2 separate regions of the Urocitellus parryii genome follow, and region 1 is linked to region 2. A link is a contact called in public Hi-C data. All regions are on one chromosome and are shown on one strand. Each heading gives the region's core, a stretch centred on a gene start, on an enhancer-like site or on the middle of the called end of the contact. The rest is flanking DNA. Distances are from core to core; before and after follow the strand shown.

Region 1 (2,700 bases), core at 110-2,609, 360 kb before region 2:
TTTTCCCATCTCTGTATCCAGAGGATGTGATATAATTTAATTGGCAGGTCTGGGTCACATGCCACTGAATGGCAGGGAGATTTGTGTTTTGGTCTTACCCCATGGAGGAAGCAATTCCCAGCAGGAAGGAGTTGGGGCAAAGAAGTTTCTTTTAATAATCGACTTTGGAGGGAGTAAAGCTGGTTACATTTGCTATGGCAATGATGGAAAATAACTTCATTCCACTGTGACATGAACTTTGAACTTCTGGAGTAAATGGAGACCACAACATAATCTGGGATCACCAGGAATGTATTAGTATGACAAAGGGAAGTGCCATATAAAGCTCAGAATCACATCACTATTTAAAATGGCACTCTTGTAAATAACCAAAATTTAATACAGAGTTTTCTTTATTTGTTACTTCCTGAGTTTTATTTATCTGTTAATTTCTGAACTGGAATGAAACAACAGCCACTTGACTTAAGTACATACAGGTAGATGGCTTTTCTGAAAAAAATGAGATGAATGTCACCATATTTCACATATACTAAAGGTGAAAAAAATATCTTTTCTAAATATTATTGAGAAGAAATCATATTTGGTGGATCCTTACCTTGTTCAGATTCAATCATTTTGATGAACATGGAATTCATCTTTTAGAGTTCCCAGGAGCAAAAGCAAAACTAAGTGAGTCAGTTTAGCTTTCCCAAAACAACTCTGTCCCCCAGAGAAAACCAACCATGTTATTAAGCAAATAATAAAAACTAAATATTTTAAGCCAATAATACATTGAGATGAATATGATGCGCCCCTCCCCCCTCACATTGACTTAACTTTGAAACATCAGCTGGTCCACACTCCAGAGGCAGTACCTCAACTTTGAGATTTTTTAAAAATTCTTTATTATTTTCTCCAAATATTTACTTAATACTAAAACACCCATCTGAGTCTGTGAAAGATAGGAAAAAGATCAAGCGTCTCTGGACTAGCTGATGAAGTTATGACATCTGCAACCAGGCTCTAGTCGCCAGGAGTGACTGGTCTGAACTAGAGCGGCAAGCTCAGATCCAGGGGATCTTTCATCAGGGTAGGAGCTGGTGGGCAGGTGCTGGTTTGGCCAGGAGGATGGGATCGGGGATAGGGGAAGTAGGAGTCTGGATGGAAGTGGGCGGGGAGAAACAGGAACAGGAGTGGGGGTACAGGAGGGGGTGGGGACCAGGCAGGTGGGGTTGGGGCGGGACGGGGGCGGAGCGCCCTGGGGGCGTGCACGCTCGCTCAGGGACACGCGCTCTGGGCCACAGCAACTAGCTCCAAGTTCCCTCCCTCGCTCTCCAGCAAAGCCTGCCTGAGCCCTCCCACTCTGTGCAGAGCGAACGGTCGCTGCAGTCGCCAGACTAACCCTCCGCGGCCGCTAGTCCAGGGCCGGCTCCGGAGCCCGCTCCGCCCCGTTGCCCGGCGGCGGCGGCGGCGGCGGCTAGAATTCGGCGGCCCAGCAGCTCGCGCTCGGCCCGCCTTCCCTTGTGGGTCCCGACTCTCCCTCCTCATCTCTCTCGGGGTCCTGGAGCCGAGCTCGGCCCGCACCTCCCGGGGCCGGTAGCGCGGCCGAGGTAAGACTGGGCCGTGGGTGACTGCTGGGGGGACTGCCGGTCGGAGTCCGGGATTCGGGTCCCGCGGCCCCTGCCGCGCGGCGACTGCGGACAATGCCCCAGCCTCCGCGGCCGGGCGGCGCGCGCCAAGTGGGTGTGCGCCGGTGCCTCCGCGCCGTGCGTGGGGCGGTCTACCCCGACCTGGGGGCCTCCATGGTCCAGTGGACCCTGGTGTCGCTCCGGGCCGCCTGGAGAGGCGCTCCGCCACTGCCCGTATGGCGCCCCCTCTGCGCCGGGCTGCTCGTCCTGGGCTCGGTGAGGAGGCCGGGCACGGCGCCGGGGCCCGGCAGCGGCCGAGTGGAGTCTGGCGGCGCTGCGAAACCGAGGTGGGCTAGGAAAGCGCGCCCGCCTGCAGCTTGCTGCTGGGGGAGTGGTCCTCAGGGACGGGACCTCCCTCGACCCCCCCCCCCACTCCGTGCTTGGTGGCCCATTTTCGTGCCAAATAAATACTTTCAGAGTATCAGTACGTCCTGATCCCTGGCTGGGAGTTATTTCAAGAAATGCAGATCCCGAGGCTCTGAAAGTTTATTTTTGATTACCCTTCCTGTCCCTCCCGTGGTCTCAATTGTCTCTACTTTCTTTGAAAGCATGCAGGTTGGAAATTGAATTAAATTCTCCTAGGCTCACTCGTGCGCCCATAACCCAGCGGAGCACATAACTTGGCAACAAAGCCGCGTGCAGGCTGTGGGAAGCCCGGGTGCCCGCCTGCCCAGCCTGGGTGTCCCCCCCCCCTTTTGTTACAACAGGAGCCGCACACTGTAAACGGCAGTGACAGGTTACCCCCCCCCCCCCCAGCCCTCCAGACTGGCTGGTGAAGAAGGAAATGAGAGATAACTTTGCTGTGTGCTTAAATTACTCTGGAAAGTGGAAAGAAAACACCTGGTGCCCGGATTTTTAACCCTTTCAGGTTGTTGTTCCGATTCACAACAAAAATGAGCAGGCTTTCTTTCCTGCCTGAAATTCAGGCGAACTCTGGGTTTTCCTCACAGCCAAGTTCCGTCCTGTGCAAAATCTGGCACACATCTGTGACAACATTGCATGGCTGGCCTTGTGAGGACTGCTAACTGGTCTG
Region 2 (2,700 bases), core at 9-2,508:
CATTACATATGTTTTCTTTGGTATAACATAGTAATTGCTAACTTTACAGAGAGATAGATGAGATTGCATATAGAATACATTCTGGGGCAGAAAAAAAATTCTCTAGCTGGGCCTATGAATTAAACTGATATAAAACAGCTTAACAGGAGAAAAATGTGCAAATTTTAAATAAAATTTTACATGTACATGGGTGTCTACCAAAGAAAATGAAGGAAGATGAAGACCTGAATAAGCATCTGGGTTTATATACTAGACTGAACAAAGAGTGGAAGTTTTGGAAAAGGAACTAGGAAGGTGTGGGTTAGTTTTATATGGTCTGTTTGTACAGACTTCTCTGGGCCTGGACTCCTTGTCTCTAGTGGTTAAGACTTCTTTCCAGGGAAGGCATCTTTCACAAGAGGATTGTTTCTTCCTTTCAGAAAGAGAAAGGAAGGTCAGACTGATCTTCTTGCACCTGCTGTTGTGCCTTTGACTAAAAATAATTAACACGCCAAAGCAGCATATTTGGCGGATATATTTTCTGAGCTCCAACATTTGCATAGTGCGCACAGTAGACACCAACAGAATATTCCCCCCTTCAAACCCACCCCAAGTTCCTCCTATAACACTTTCTCAAAACTCTACCAAAAATTACATGTTATTGTCTGTTTACATCTTTCTTTTGCCCATTAGATTGTGAGATTCACAATGACTGGGACTATTTCTTTTTGCTTTCATATCGCAAATGCATAAAAGTACTCGGGATATGACAGATGTTTAAATAAATCCCAGTTGAATAAAGAAGGATTAACAGTCTCCAGTTGGATTGTAAATTTTCAGGGTGCTCTTTGCGCCCAATGCCAATCCACGCTGTGAAGGCCATGTGCTGTTCAGTCCTTGACAGGGAGGAGAGAATCTGACTACCACTAGGCAGGTGAGGTCGAATGTTCACCTGATCAAACATCCAGAGGACGTTTTCCTTGCTGAATTAAGGAATCGGCAAGTCATCGCTGCTCTTTAGGGCAGTCTACAGCGCCTTCAAGCGTTTAGCAGCGTGAACTCCAGACTGAAGCCGAAAAATATTAAGGAAAGTAGACTGACAGGCGAGAAAGTGCGGGCCAGACGCAAGCGCTCGGGAACTACGTAGCAAGCGCGCTCCGTGGCGTTCCGCCCGGTCCCCCGGAGTTCACGGCGCGGCTCCGCCCCTTCTCGCAGTTGCTAAGCAACTACCCCGGAAGTCACAGGAAGCGCGTCCGCGGCGGGCGCCGGGAGCCGGCGGAAAATGGCGGAGGGTGGTGTTCCAGAGCCGGAGGAGCAGGAGCGGAGGTCTTCTAAGCCAGGGCCCCCGAGCGCGCGGGACTTACAGGTGCGCGAGTTGCTGAAGCCAAGGGTGCTGCCGCGGGCGGGGCCGGGCCGGTGACAGCGCGAGCGGGCGTGAGTCAGAGGCCGCTTTAGACCGGCTGAGCCCTTTCCCGACTCTCTCTAGGGATGGAATTGAGACTCCTGCTTGGGGGTTACTCCAGGGAAGTGCATTGCACCGTGGTGGATTTGGAAACAGGTGCCCAAGTCTCTCCCGGGCGCACCTCGTCCCCCTTTAGTTTGCAATGGCATTTTGCGGCAACGGGCGAGCTTCCTTCCTGAGACTTGGGAGAAGGAATTAGTATGGATGGTAATAAATCCGCAGACACTTAGAAAGTAATAATGGGTGCTGGCTTTTTCTTGTCTTGGTTGCCCTTTCTAACTTTATGACTTAAATGTAAAAGTGGTTCCTTTCCATCAAGTACCTTTTTTGGAAGGGGGGAGGGTGAACTAAAGCAATTCATCCTACAGACGTGTATAAGGTGATTGTGAAGAGTGGTCTCTAAAACAGTGCACTTAGAAATGGGGGAAGGAAATAAAAATTTTGTATTGTTATAGGATACTGACTTGGTTGGCTAAATACCAGTGCACCAAATCTTATTGTTTATCAGAGTCTAGCACCACTTGGCTAATGCTTGTCTTTTTTCTGCCCTCTTATAAAATCATTGATAAAACTCAACAAATAATTCTAAGGAGCTATCATTAAAAATAAATGCTATTGAATCCACAACCGTTGACATAACGTTGTATTTATAGCCACATTTTGATTCTACTTCTTTGAACAAACATACTGACCACCTGCCATGTAACTTACTGCTAAGCTTTGGGAAATGCAGAGATAAATAGGACATCTAACCCATAGTCTGTGCTGGAATACTGTGGAAAGTTATTAAATGAAATTGTAGGAGGCTGCCAATTTAAGGAGGGCATCTAGATTGGGCCCAACAGACCAAAACATACAGAACTTAACTATAACTCAGCTTTGATTGGTTACATGTGGCCCTGTACCCACTTAAGTAGTTAAGCTGTTAATGGTTGATTGACCAAGCAGTAGCTAATTAAGTTTTCTGTGCCTCCCTTCCATTTTTCTATAAATGTTATAGGATCACATTGTTGCTTGGAGTTTTCCTAACCTGCTTTGGTTTTGGGAATCTCCCCTTCATAAGTTGTTTTGCTTGGCTTTATTTTACTAATAAGTAAATTCTACTAAATCAAGTTGGTCTGAGGAATATCCCTTTTTAAACAGTACAGAAGTATAAAAGGCATTTCTACCTTTTGGAAACCTTCATACTTTTTTGGAGAAATAGGATAACATTTAATGATGTATCATTGAGGACTGAAAGAAGTAGTTCATAAGGTAGA

What was found. A called contact is a pair of places that touch in the nucleus more often than the background predicts.
Region 1: a Hi-C map of muscle shows a contact between it and region 2, with 2.0 times the contacts expected there. The contact joins the promoter of Fam110b here to the promoter of Ubxn2b in region 2. A contact is called at or near these places in 2 of 2 Hi-C or Micro-C datasets (liver and muscle).

The regions. Positions count from the first base shown.
Region 1 is chr7:71,813,284-71,815,983 of mUroPar1.hap1, reverse strand. It overlaps Fam110b (family with sequence similarity 110 member B), which reads left to right and starts at 1,359. Exons shown (of 5, transcript XM_026408490.2): 1 at 1,359-1,589.
Region 2 is chr7:71,455,268-71,457,967 of mUroPar1.hap1, reverse strand. Ubxn2b (UBX domain protein 2B) reads left to right here and starts at 1,258. Exons shown (of 8, transcript XM_026408502.2): 1 at 1,258-1,345. The coding sequence starts at 1,262.